Regions from separate parts of the Hordeum vulgare genome. Here all the other regions are linked to region 2. The links are chromatin contacts, called in public Hi-C maps. All regions are on one chromosome and are shown on one strand. Each heading gives the region's core, a stretch centred on a gene start, on an enhancer-like site or on the middle of the called end of the contact. The rest is flanking DNA. Distances are from core to core; before and after follow the strand shown. Region 1 holds the start of LOC123401753 (serine/arginine-rich splicing factor RSZ23-like). Region 2 has its middle 330 kb from the start of LOC123402108. Region 3 holds the start of LOC123401572.

Evidence for each region. A called contact is a pair of places that touch in the nucleus more often than the background predicts.
Region 1: a contact with region 2 is called in a Hi-C map of leaf, with 8 times the contacts expected there. The contact joins the promoter of LOC123401753 here to the enhancer-like site in region 2. A contact is called at or near these places in 3 of 6 Hi-C or Micro-C datasets (leaf and seedling).
Region 3: a Hi-C map of leaf shows a contact between it and region 2, with 8 times the contacts expected there. The contact joins the promoter of LOC123401572 here to the enhancer-like site in region 2. A contact is called at or near these places in 2 of 6 Hi-C or Micro-C datasets (leaf and seedling).

Annotation. Positions count from the first base shown.
Region 1 is chr6H:350,669,418-350,673,381 of MorexV3_pseudomolecules_assembly, forward strand. It overlaps LOC123401753 (serine/arginine-rich splicing factor RSZ23-like), which reads right to left and starts at 2,404. Exons shown (of 5, transcript XM_045095607.1): 1 at 2,258-2,404; 2 at 1,954-2,060. The coding sequence starts at 2,042.
Region 2 is chr6H:349,857,754-349,861,633 of MorexV3_pseudomolecules_assembly, forward strand. No RefSeq gene overlaps it. Among protein-coding and RNA genes, the nearest start is that of LOC123402108, 330 kb to the left of the region's middle. Within about 2 kb of position 2,163, at least 2 of the 3 cell types and tissues checked have open chromatin away from gene starts, as enhancers often do. A contact at or near this core is called in leaf, where this site is marked.
Region 3 is chr6H:349,188,257-349,192,169 of MorexV3_pseudomolecules_assembly, forward strand. It overlaps LOC123401572, which reads left to right and starts at 1,415. Exons shown (of 6, transcript XM_045095398.1): 1 at 1,415-1,658. The coding sequence starts at 1,606.

The sequences.
Region 1 (3,964 bases), core at 1,154-3,653, 810 kb after region 2:
CGATGATGAGGGGAACATGTTGGGCAATGCCTTGGCAGTGGAGGCGATCACCGTTTGCCACGGTAATCCGAATCTACTCCCTGTCAGTCGGTTGGAGTGCCAGGCGGGGCATGGTGGACCCCGACAGGAAGTTACGGGTGGAGCATGTATCCAGTAGGGGCTAGGAGGCGCTCGCCATTGATCGTCACCGACAGCAACATCGTCTTCTCCGTCCATATACCGCGAGAGCATGGAGGGCAACCAGGAAGGCGTTCGCCTGAGCGGCCCCCCAGGCGACCTCCGCATAAAGTGGAGCGGCCAAGTTGCCGAGCCCGGCAGCGGTGGCGGCCACCTCAATGTAGTCTGCAGCCTACGGGTAGAAGAGTCGCGGGCAGACATGGCCCAAAACGTAGGGCTCGTCACAGTTGTAGCACAGCCCCTGACGACGGCGCTCGAGTTGCTCGGCCGGTGTGAGCCGACGGAATAGGCGCGCCACGACCGCGACGTTGGGTGCCACAAAGGCCTGGGAAGGACGTGCCATTGCGGGGGGTGGCGGCCGGGGAACCGGGTGAGGGGACCGGGCGGGGTCTGTCCACGCCATCGTATGGGCCGATGGCACTGGAGGGGACGCCGTACGGCATGGCCGGGTGCGACGGCGCGAGCGGCAACAAGTGTGGCTGGCCCGAGGCCGTCGTGTAGACCGGCCCGAGGGACCCAGCGAGCCAAGCCGGCAACGGGGATGGCGACGGGGGAAACCGGACCTGGTGGATGGGCACCCCTGGGCCCGAGGACGCCCCCAAGCCGGCGGCTAGTGACCCATGGGAGTGTGGAGCGACAGGGAAGGATGGCAAAGGCGATGGCGGTGGCTGCTGCTGGGCGCCATGGTGGAGGCGAAAGAGGCTGGCTGCTGCGGCCTGCGGGGCATAGGGTCCCGAGAGGAAGGTGCGGATGCCCGCAACCGCCTGCCCGAGCTCCCGGAGCACAGCCGTCATCTCCTCTGGTGTGAAGGCGAAGGGGGCGGAGCCCGGCGGCATCCCTGCGGCAGATGCGATCGGCCCCGACAAGGCCGACGGTGTGGTGGTGACTGGCAGCAGAAGGGTGGCGGTGGGCTGATTAGTGGACATGATCGCACCCGAGACAGCTAATACCAGATTGATAGGAGCAAGGCTCCTACCAAGACAAGATCTTAGGTTGTAGTGGTCGAAGGAGGGTTGGCGAGGCTGGAGGCACCGGCAACGGCGCTGAGGTCGCGTCGGGAGAAGGAGGCCGTTGGGGCGGCTAGGGTTTTGGAGTCTCGGCAAAAGCCGAGCAATAATGATTGCTACTTCTTAATATCAAAACGAGTCTTTACATGGGTTTATATAATCCCTTAGGTGCTAATAAAAATAACAATAAGTTGGGCCAAGCCCGTAACTGCCTGCGCCATTGGGCTTAACTGCCCGCGCCTTTGGGCCTAACTGCCCGCGCCCGTGGGCCTCCGCCGGCTATAATGCACAACAGTCATAACAGTAAGATACAGAAGATCTGCACATGCATGCCCCGTTGAACTTAAATTAAAAAAATCACAAAATGCAGTGACATAAACTGTTATTATCAGGGAAACTTCACCATATGAACAAAGAAACGGATTGAAAGGAATAGAAGTGACCAAGCAATGCAGCTAAGATATAATTATGCATAAAAGCTTCTATTTATCAAACAGAAAGCTGCATCATGTTCACCAAGAGATAGTCTCAACTCTCAATTTCACACGCATCATGCACTAAAATCAGGCGTACTAAATAGCCAGCATACCGATATACTTGGCTCGTATACTTTTAGCAGACGAGCAAGTCACCAACTGAACATGAAATGTGAAACTACAACTTAGCATGTCTACAGGCAAGCACAGTAGTTATATCACACCGAACTCGTGAAAAGGTATGTACCGTAGTACTAGCTTCAGAACTGTTAAACAAATCACAGGCATCTCACCTCTTGAGAACCCCAAACACGCGGAACTCGTCCTCGATCTCGCGCGCAGTGGCGCGCGGATCCAGATTCCCCACGTAGACGCGAGCCATGACAGGCAGCAGCAGGCCCTGCAAGAGGAAAAACGAAAAAAATCTTTAAGAAATGCTGCCGAATCCAGCACGAAGCAGCTGCTAACATCCACCCGCAGATAAAAAGAGAAACGCCCCAGAAAAATTCTCGCGTTTTGGGAACAGGATGAAGCGCAAAGGCTAGGCACGCGGGCCTGGAACTCGAAGATACCGGGGGGTCTGTGGGGCGTACTTACCTTCGGGGGAGCGCCTCCAAGGGGGGATTGGGGATTGGCGAATCGGGCGGCGAGCGCTTCGGAGGCGAGGAGGGGAGCGGCTCTAGGGTTTAAGTCTGAGCCGCCGCGGGCGGAAGAGAGGGGGGGAGGGTAGGGAGCGAAGGGCTGACGCCTCGGGGCCAGGGGTATTTACGGAATTCTCGTTTATTGGGATGGGATGGGATGGGATGGGGATTGCGGAAGAGGACTCATGAGTTGCCTCGTGGTTTCTACGGTGGCGGATGAGCTGCTGGTTCAAGATCGTCCGGACCACTGTTTGCCCCTCTGGATTGACCCCTGGGGCGTCCTTTTTAGCTACTACTACTTACCTCCGGTCGTAAAATTCGTTGTTTTGATTTTTTGCTGAAAGTTAAGTCGAATCTAACTTTGGTTAAAAAAAATTGGATCTCATCATTTTGCTACCGCTGATGTCCTTGGCGGTAGGGTATAAGAGCAACTCCAACGGACCGATCCAAACGGACGGTAAATTTGTCCACTTTTTGTCCGTTTGGATAGGCCACCCGCGCGGCGTCCGCCTTATTTTAGATTTGGGACGACAGTGCGCCCAACGAGCCGACCCATTTCATGTCCGCAATCAACATATTAAAAAAAAGGTCTGCGGCCGATCATGCCAGCGACCATGTTTCATATGCCAGCACCATGCCAGCGCCGGCATACAATGTTGGTCGGCTCGCGTCTCCCGCGCGCGTTTCCTCGCGCCTCCGGCTTACGAGCCAGCGGCCACCGGTGTGGCGTTGAGGTTGATGGTCGAGGGTGCGGGCGTCGAAGGCGCGACCACGCTCACCTCGGACGAGCACTCCCCCGAGAGGCGGGAGGCCTGCGGGTAGACGTGGAAGACGGGCACCGGGTTGCAAACCGAGGCACCGGGCGAGTCGGGCAGCAGCGTCCGAGGGAAGGCGGATGAGCCGGTGCTCACCGCGGCGGCCACGGCGGCGTTGACGAGGCCGTGTTGGCTAGGGTTTAACCCCAACATGCAGAGCGCCTCCCTCGTTGTCGCCGTGGCGCGGGCGTTGGTGACCTGCTGCTGCGCGGCGGCCGCCGTGATGGCTTCATCCCTCGCGTCCGTCGCGTGCCTCCGGTCCTTCCTCTTGGCCGACTCCTTTGCCCGTTGTTCGGGCGTCAGCACCTTCTTCGGCTTCGGTGCGGCGGCCTTTCGGGAGGCGCGAGGCTTGCCTTTGTCGGACGAGGCGAGGGAGGCGAGGCCAGCGGCGGCGGCGAGGTCGAGGTCGTCGTCCATGGCGGACGTGGGGCGGGAGCGCGCGGGGGCGAGAGAGGTTTTGGGGGGGGATGGGGGAAATGGTGGTGGATGCCACCAACCGGTGGGCCTGGGGAGAGGAGTAGAGGCGCGCGCGCATCCGTCTCGTGTCCGCGCCGACGCAAATCCGGCCCAAAATTGGGTCGGGAATGGGTCGCCACGCGAACGCCAAGCGGACGCGCGTCCGTTTGGGTCGGCGCGTTGGGCCGACTTTGACGCCCAGTCCAAGAATTTTATAAATTCATCACAGCGTCAAATGTGTCTGGATTTTTTACATGTGATTGAAACACAAATTTTCCATGGTGTCCTAATTTTTCAGAATTTTCAGAGTTTCAGCAGTATGGTTTTTGACAGATTGCTACAGACTATTCTGTTTTTGTCAGATTCTATTTTCGTTGCATTGTTTGCTTATC
Region 2 (3,880 bases), core at 913-3,412:
GCCCTGGTGGTGGTGCTCATGGGCAGAGCCCGTGGCTCGGTGCCACTCGACGGCGATGGGCGTGCGGATGGCATGGTAGATGGGGTGTGGCGTTTGGTGGTGATGAGTGTTGGTCGGCGTCAAAACCTGTTCTATCTTGTGAAGGACAGGCGAAGGCGAAGCTCGTTCCCTTCTTGAAGGTGGTGTCACGGCTCTCATTGCTCGTCGTGTTGCTCCAGAGGAAATTATGATCCTTGGATCGGGCGGTGGCGGTGCTCCGGTGTTGTAACCTTCTTGAAGGCGCCGCCTTGGAACCCACAGTTCATCGTGCGGCTTCATCTCTTTGTGGTGGCGTGTTCATGGTTGAAGCCCCCGGTTGCTCTTGTAGTGCTGGGAGTGGTGTTGTTGCGCTCAGCTCCTATCTATCCTGGCTTGGGTGTGTACGTGTGTTATGGTGGCGTGCGTTTGTACCGTGTTGTTGATGATCATTACTTTATATATAAAGTTGGGAAAAGCCTTTTTCGATAATCCTGAATCTTAAGAACTTCAGTTCTTGCTTGAGATAGGGCCTCCATGCCTCAATGGATTATTGTTGAGCCCTAAAGAAGTTGCCATTTCTCTAAGTCCATACACCACAACATCTTAAGATAACAATTTATGATGAAAATTGTTTTGGAAGGAGTTCCATTGCATAGATGGTGTCCTCATACACAAATGTATCTCTCTTTCTATTTGGTATCAATGAGTTCCATCAATCTTGAGCAAAGTTGCACTCCCATAGAATGTGCATAGTGGTCTCTTCTGCCCTCTAATTGCAGTTAGGCCAGAAAGAATTATCTAGGTGCATTCCCTTCCTCTTTAGAAGTGCTCTCGTGTTCATCTTGCAGCGTGCCACCAGCCAGAAAAATATTTTATGTCTCAACCTACTCGAGCTAGCCCATATTAGTTTAATCATAGGATGTTCTTCCTGGTCTCCAAGCATATGCTTATACATTTGAATTAATGAGTATATGTTTGCTAGTTCATTGCAAATCCATTTGTATTTCATGTCTGGGTTTGGCTGAGGGATAACTACTCGTAGCTGGTTGAATTCTTGTATACTTCATTAGATATTGGCAGATGGAAGTGTTCAGTCTAGTCTTGTGTTTTACAAGTTTTTTCTACTGAAAGTGTTTCATCAATTGCATATGAGTGAAGTTCACATAATTTTTGTTGAAGTGTTTCATCTTCCCATTTGTCTTTCTAGAACAACACTATTTGGCCAAATCCTATTGTGCAACACCTCATTCATTTAAAATTATGTAAGAGGATAACATGTGCCTTCCACCAAAAGGAGCCTTCTCGTTTTCCCATGGGTACACCTATATGATAGTATTCTTCCCATATAAATTTGACCCATGGGATGTCATCTTTGTTGAGGCATTTGTAAAGATTTTTGATGAGAAGAGCGTTGTTGTGAGGTGCAATATCCAAAATTCCAAGCCCTCCATGTTGTTTAGATTTGCAAACTTTTGACGAAACAATCAGGGATGTCCCTCTATCCTCCATTCCAAATTTTCTACACATTTTACCTTTTTTATGAGTATAAAACATTTTATTACATTATTAAATTTTTAATATATATGGTTGGTTCCTTTTTCAAATTTATGTATCAAAGTCTAAATTTTTTCAAACACATCGTACATTTTTTATATAGAGCTGATACTTTTTTCTACATGGATAATGTTTTATATATCTGTTTAAAAAAATATATGTACATCATTAATGTCTAACTTTTCAATAAGTATTACACGTTTTTATACAGATATAACATTTCTAAATACATGATTAACATTTTTAAGACATTTATGTTTATGTCTACTTTTTTAATACATGTTGTATATTTTTTGTTTACATTTTTCGTATATATCATAAACATTTTGGTACGCATTTGACTCTTTTAAAATGCATGAATAATTTCACTTCGTATATGATATAAATTGTTTTTGCAATACATGTATACAGGATAGTTGGAACTTGGAAGTACAGATAAAAAATAAAAAGTAAAAAAGAAAATAGAAACAGAAAACGTGAATCAAAAAAGGAAAATTGAGGTTGCGGCTGGTGGCCTCACATGGGCATGGCCCGGCCCATCTCACCGTCATGTTCAGACAAGGTGCCCTTGCGACTCGCGTTAACCCTATTTACCACTCTTTTTGTTTTTGAGGGGTAACCCTATTTACCACTCGTTATGTCAAACTGTCGGCGTTTCGCATAGAAAAGCCGAGCAGCGACGCAACGGGCCGACCCGTTTAAACGTTCCAATGTCCTTGGTTCCCAGCCGTTTTTTCTTATTTTGGGAAATTTCTAGAATATTTTCTAAACCAGTGTTTCAGTTTTCATTTGGTTTTTCTTTTTTTCATTTTTCTGTTTATTTTTCTTCTTTTTATCTCTCTTCTTTTTCTCTTTTATTTTTGTCCATTTTATACCTTTTGTGTTTGTCAATTTAATTTTTTAATAAATATTCACAGTTTCATAATTTGTTCAACTTTTTTTAAAAAATAAAAATTATTCACAATTCGAAAAATATTGAATTTTTAAATTATGTTCACAATTAAAAAACGGTTTCAAAAATTTTTGCAAGTCAAAAAATGTTCATAATTTTATAATTTTGTTCACAAATTCGACATTTGTTCATGTTTCAAAATTTATTTAAATTTCAAAAAATGGTCGCAGTTTTGAAATTTGTTTACAATTCGAAAAATGTTCACAATTTAATAGTTATGTTTATGAATTTTAAATTTGTTCATGTTTTGGAATTTTGTTCACATTTCGCAAAAGGTTTATGGTTGCATAATTTGTTCACCATTCAAAAAATGTTCATAATTTATTAATTTTATTTATGAACTTGAAGTTGATTCATGTTTAAAAAAATCACAATTCGAAAAATGTTCACAATTTTATGAATTTTGTTAATGAACTTGAAATTTGCATATGTCTCAAAATTTGTTTAGAATTCAAAAAATGTTCTTGGTTTCAAAATTTGTTTATAATACAAAAAGTTCATAATTTTAGAATTTTGTTCACGAATTTTAAAGTTGTTCATGTTTCAAAATTTGTTTAGAATTTGAAATATGTTCACGGTTTCGAAATTTGTTCACAATTAAAAAATATTTATAAGTTTATAATTTGTTCGCAGTTTCCTTAAATGTTATCATTTTGTTCCTATTTTTTAAATATAAATTTTAGAGATTCCTTAAAACAGTCATGTTTTCACAAAATGTTCAAGTATTAAATATTCTGTTCACAAATATGTAAATGTTCACATTTCAAAAAATTGTTCACCTTTCTCCAAATATGTCGAATATTCAAAAAAAACGCAAATCTTTAAAAATATTTTGGAACTTCAAATTTCGTTCATTCTTTTTAAAATTGTTCGGGATTTCAAAGTTTTAGAAAAATCACAATTGTAGAAAATTGTTCGGGGTGTCCCTGGAGGCAGTGGGTTCTATCCTATGCACACACGTTTTGGCTAAGTTTTCGCGAGCTGTTATCTAAATTATGTCGTGGCCTTTCATTTCTTTAAGTTTCGCGTTGCAAACAATCTAGTAATTAAAGTCAGCCAATTGCACTGGCTAGGTGCTCTGTCCCGTATCATGTAGGGCGCGGGTTCAATTCCCACATGAGACTGTCACTTATCAACATGCGAACCATTAACAGTCCCACTCAAGCAAGACATACGTGCGGACACAACCTGAACAACCGCGATATGTCAAAAATGAAAACCTAAACAAGCGCGAGAGCTATGTCTCGCATAAAGCGAGTGAAAGAAACGGGCCATTTGTCCATATATAATCGCTCTACTAAAATATAACTCCACTGCTCCAATAGGCCAGGTTCTCTATAAGAGATTGCATACGCA
Region 3 (3,913 bases), core at 165-2,664, 670 kb before region 2:
AGGGTCGAACTTAGGAGGGGTTGCGCTCGCACTATCGCGCGCGTGACGGGATGGGAGGACTTTGCTCACAATCAATAAACACAAGTTTTAAATTTTGTTAGAGTAACTAGCAAAAGGGCCCGTGCGTTGCAACGGGAGAAAAAAATACCACATGCTTTTAATATTTTTATAATCATTTTGATTTATTAAAATAATAAGCTAACTAACTAATGTAGTCAGTCCTATCCTATTTTGTTGAGAAATCAACCCATCCATTGTTAATTCCACATGATGAGAAATTGAGCGGGGCAAGCAAAGCAAAACAAAGAGGCTACGTGAATTGATCAATGGACTGTTATCTTATTTCACTCATGGGGTAGAGAATGTGGGATCAGATGACAAACTGAAGGTCGTGTTCCATTCTCTATCTCTACAACAATACAATCTTACATTCAATACATTCATTCATCAACAAATAAATCCCCACAAAACAAAATTTCTTGCCGGTGCTTGGCAGACGGTTGGAGGCATGGAGAGGGGATCTCACCGGATGATGAGTTTCTGCCGGAGGAGGGGATACAATGAGGGGAGCAAGGGTTAGGCGCCTCTATCTGGCCATAAGGAGTCGCCGTTGCCGCGCCATAACCTCGGAGTTCCCCTGTGAGCCATGGAGGCCCGCCTCCACCTGCAAGTACTTCGCTCCGCCTCGCCGCCGCCGTTCTGCATCGAGCAGACGCATCATCCCCAGTCACTGTAGTTGTCGCGTAGATTTGATCCAGAAACTGTCCTCGAGCGTCGAAATGGGGGCAACAAGCGGGCAGAGGTACGACCGCGGAGGCGGGTGGGTTGAGATCGACAACAGTGGTGGTTGAGGTCGGCCGCGGCGGCGAGTGGTGTGGCAGCGGCCTGGGCACACGCCAGGGTGGACCAGGGTCGACGCGATGCGCTCGAGCGGCACAACGGGGGCAGTGAGCGGGGAGAGGTACGGCCGCGGAGGCGGGTGGGTTGAGATCGGCAGCGGTGGCGGTTGAGGTCGGCCGCGACGACGAGTGGTGTGGCGGCGGCCTGGGCACAGGCCAGGGTGGCCTAGGGTCGACGGGAGGAGGCGATGCGTACGGGTATAATTTTTGCTTACAGTTTTTTTAATAAAAATGCAGCGGTGAGTTTTCCGACGGAAGCAATTGCCTCTTTATTATTAGGTAGGTATAGGTATATAGATGTCTCTTTGGGTATTTTCACCTCACAAACCTTGGATCTTTTGTCCCTCAAGAAAAGAAAACTTTGGATATTTTGTTTTGGACTTATTTACAATAGTGTCACGGCGCAATTCTAAGGTCCCACTCGTTAGTGACCAGTTTCCCGGAATCGAGACATTACCGCGGAAAGCACTCCCGCTTTCCCCACCCACACCCACACCCCCGGCCCGGGCCCCCCATCTTCGCCCCTTTGTTCCTCCCTCTTTTGCATCTCTCGTCAGGGTAGGGCAGGGCAGGGCACGGAGACGGAGGGTGGAAGAAAGAGGGCGGCAGCCGGGCTGGGCAGGAGGAGGAAGGAAGCAACCCCATCCACCGCCCGCTCCTTCTTCCTCCCTCCCCCTCCGCGCCTCCCAGGGCCCGAGCTGCTGCCATGGCGGATACCAACCCGGACAGCATCAAGAGATACACGCCTCCCGTGCACAGGTCAACACCTCCCGCATTCGCCTTTCTTTCCATTCCACGAGGCTCCTGCAGCTTCTTGCCATTTTTCGATTCGGGCCGCGCTTACCCAGAATCGCATTCGGAGTGTGGGATTGGACCTCGGCCTGGTTGAATCTCTTGCGAGATGAGGTGGCCTCTTGTGATCTGGGGCACCTCTGGCGCGGAGGCTGGGAGCTGCCTGCCTTGGATTCGGCCATTTCCTGGGATTTTGGTACCGGTATGCTCTGGAGCATTCATGTGGTGGTTTCGGTGGGATTAGCTGGAAGGCTGACGGTGTGACGTTCTCATGCCCTTCTTAGATTTATCTGCTGCGTTGCTTTTCTATAGCTGCTTAATGCGTGTGATTTTAGGTGGCGCCTGAGAACATGTAACCTATGATTGTTGTCACCGAATCGCCATACTACATAGCTTGCTTTTTCTTCTTTCGCTATCCTATTTTGGAGATGGACGCTGGCTTTCTGCTAGCTCATAGAGGGCATAATGAAAGAGGTTTTCGACAGAAAGAGGTTTTCGACACACATATCTTCATCACTAGTACGCTACCATTGTTGGTCTCGGGCTGGTCTTTTGGCATGCTGATTTAGCTTATCAGTGAATATGGAAAAAGGACATGCTTGAAAGCTAACTTTTTGCCTAAAGGGAATTTGTTTAGCTTTGGTCAAGCATCATGGTTTCATTCCGAGATGAAGGGTGACTCTAGTGTGGATTATCAAGTTAAAGCAACCTGGCTCAGCCACTCTTTACCCATGCAGTCGTCCAGCTTGGATAAAGTTGATGATTAGTTCAAAATAGTGTATATAATTGGCTTGAAGGCCTCTTGTCTATATTATCTGGTTCTGCATTTTTTTAGAAAAGGAGGTTAAGACCCCCCGGCCTCTGCATCAATCGATGCATACAACCATCTTTATTACTTATTCAACAAAGGTCTGACAAGAACATACATCAAGCCACCCGAAGCCCCCACTCACACCTACAAAAGCGATAATGTGGAGTGCTCTCACTCCCCATATCTAAAACCGGTGTCGTCGCCGATCCATTCACATAACGTATCGGAACTAACAGCCGGCGTAGCAGACCTAAAGCGTATACCACATGCACACGTTTTAGAAGCCGCCATCATCATCGAACTGCTGACCCATCTTCAGGAGAGAAATCCGCATCATCCTTGTCAGTCCGGCCATCCGTCAACGCCACCACGGCGCCCAACGGCGCCACCTCCCCGCGCTCGTCCATCCAGATGCGAAGACTCTATAAGATCTGTCGTGCGTAGCACCTGCCGAACAGGCATGACAAAGCGTAGCACCTGTTGGCCAGGCATGACCTGACATCACCACCGAAGCTCCGTGCAGGACGAAGACGCTCCACCTCCTGCCTGTGTCTTCCAGCACTGCTCCACAAACGATGCTTCCTAGAGAGGAACGACACCGCAATGTCGCCATCATCCGATCTGGAAAACCAGATCCTAAGGTTTCCCCTCGAGCAGCACGAGTGGATCGACACTAGTTACAAGACGAAGCCTTCATTAAGGTAACGGCGCAGAACGCCGCCATCGTCCGCCGTCGGCTCGGTTTTCACCGGCAACTATGTCTCCCCGACTCGCAGCCAGTACCGGATCCTGCGACGAGCCCGGTCCCGGGATCCCAAGATCCGCCGTCACCGGTGCCGTCACAAAGACCCACCACCTGGCCCGTCATCCCCGGCGGAGGGGACGCCGCCACCACCATGGTCGGATTCGGGTTAGCCGTGGCCACCTCAAAGACCGGATCCGGGCTGAACGCCGCCGCTGCAACCGCCACCGGCAACGCCCAGCCCCACCTTCAGCTTCTAGCCACGTCCAACCGACCGGCACGCCACGCCCAGCCAATCTCCACCCGCGCCTCCGCCGGGAGCTGCTGCGCTGCCGTGCCTTGGATCCGCATGACGCCGTCGCTGAAGCCGCCGTCCCGCACCGCACGACATCGAACGAGGAGAAGGGAAATCCCCGCCGCCGCCTACGCCGACCGGATCGGCGGCGCACACCGGCGGCGGCGAGGGAGGGAGCTGGAGGCGGCGGACTAGCCCTGGCGGCTAGGGTTCGCCCCCTCGGTCGCTCGCGGAAGCGACGCGAGGGGGTACGCGAGGGGCTTCGAATACAGATCTCTAGTCACTTACGATTCTGTTACTCAAATGATGTAATTCTTCTGTAGTCACTTACGATTCACAATCACGATTCAGTTCAGCATTAACAGAAAGTAGAT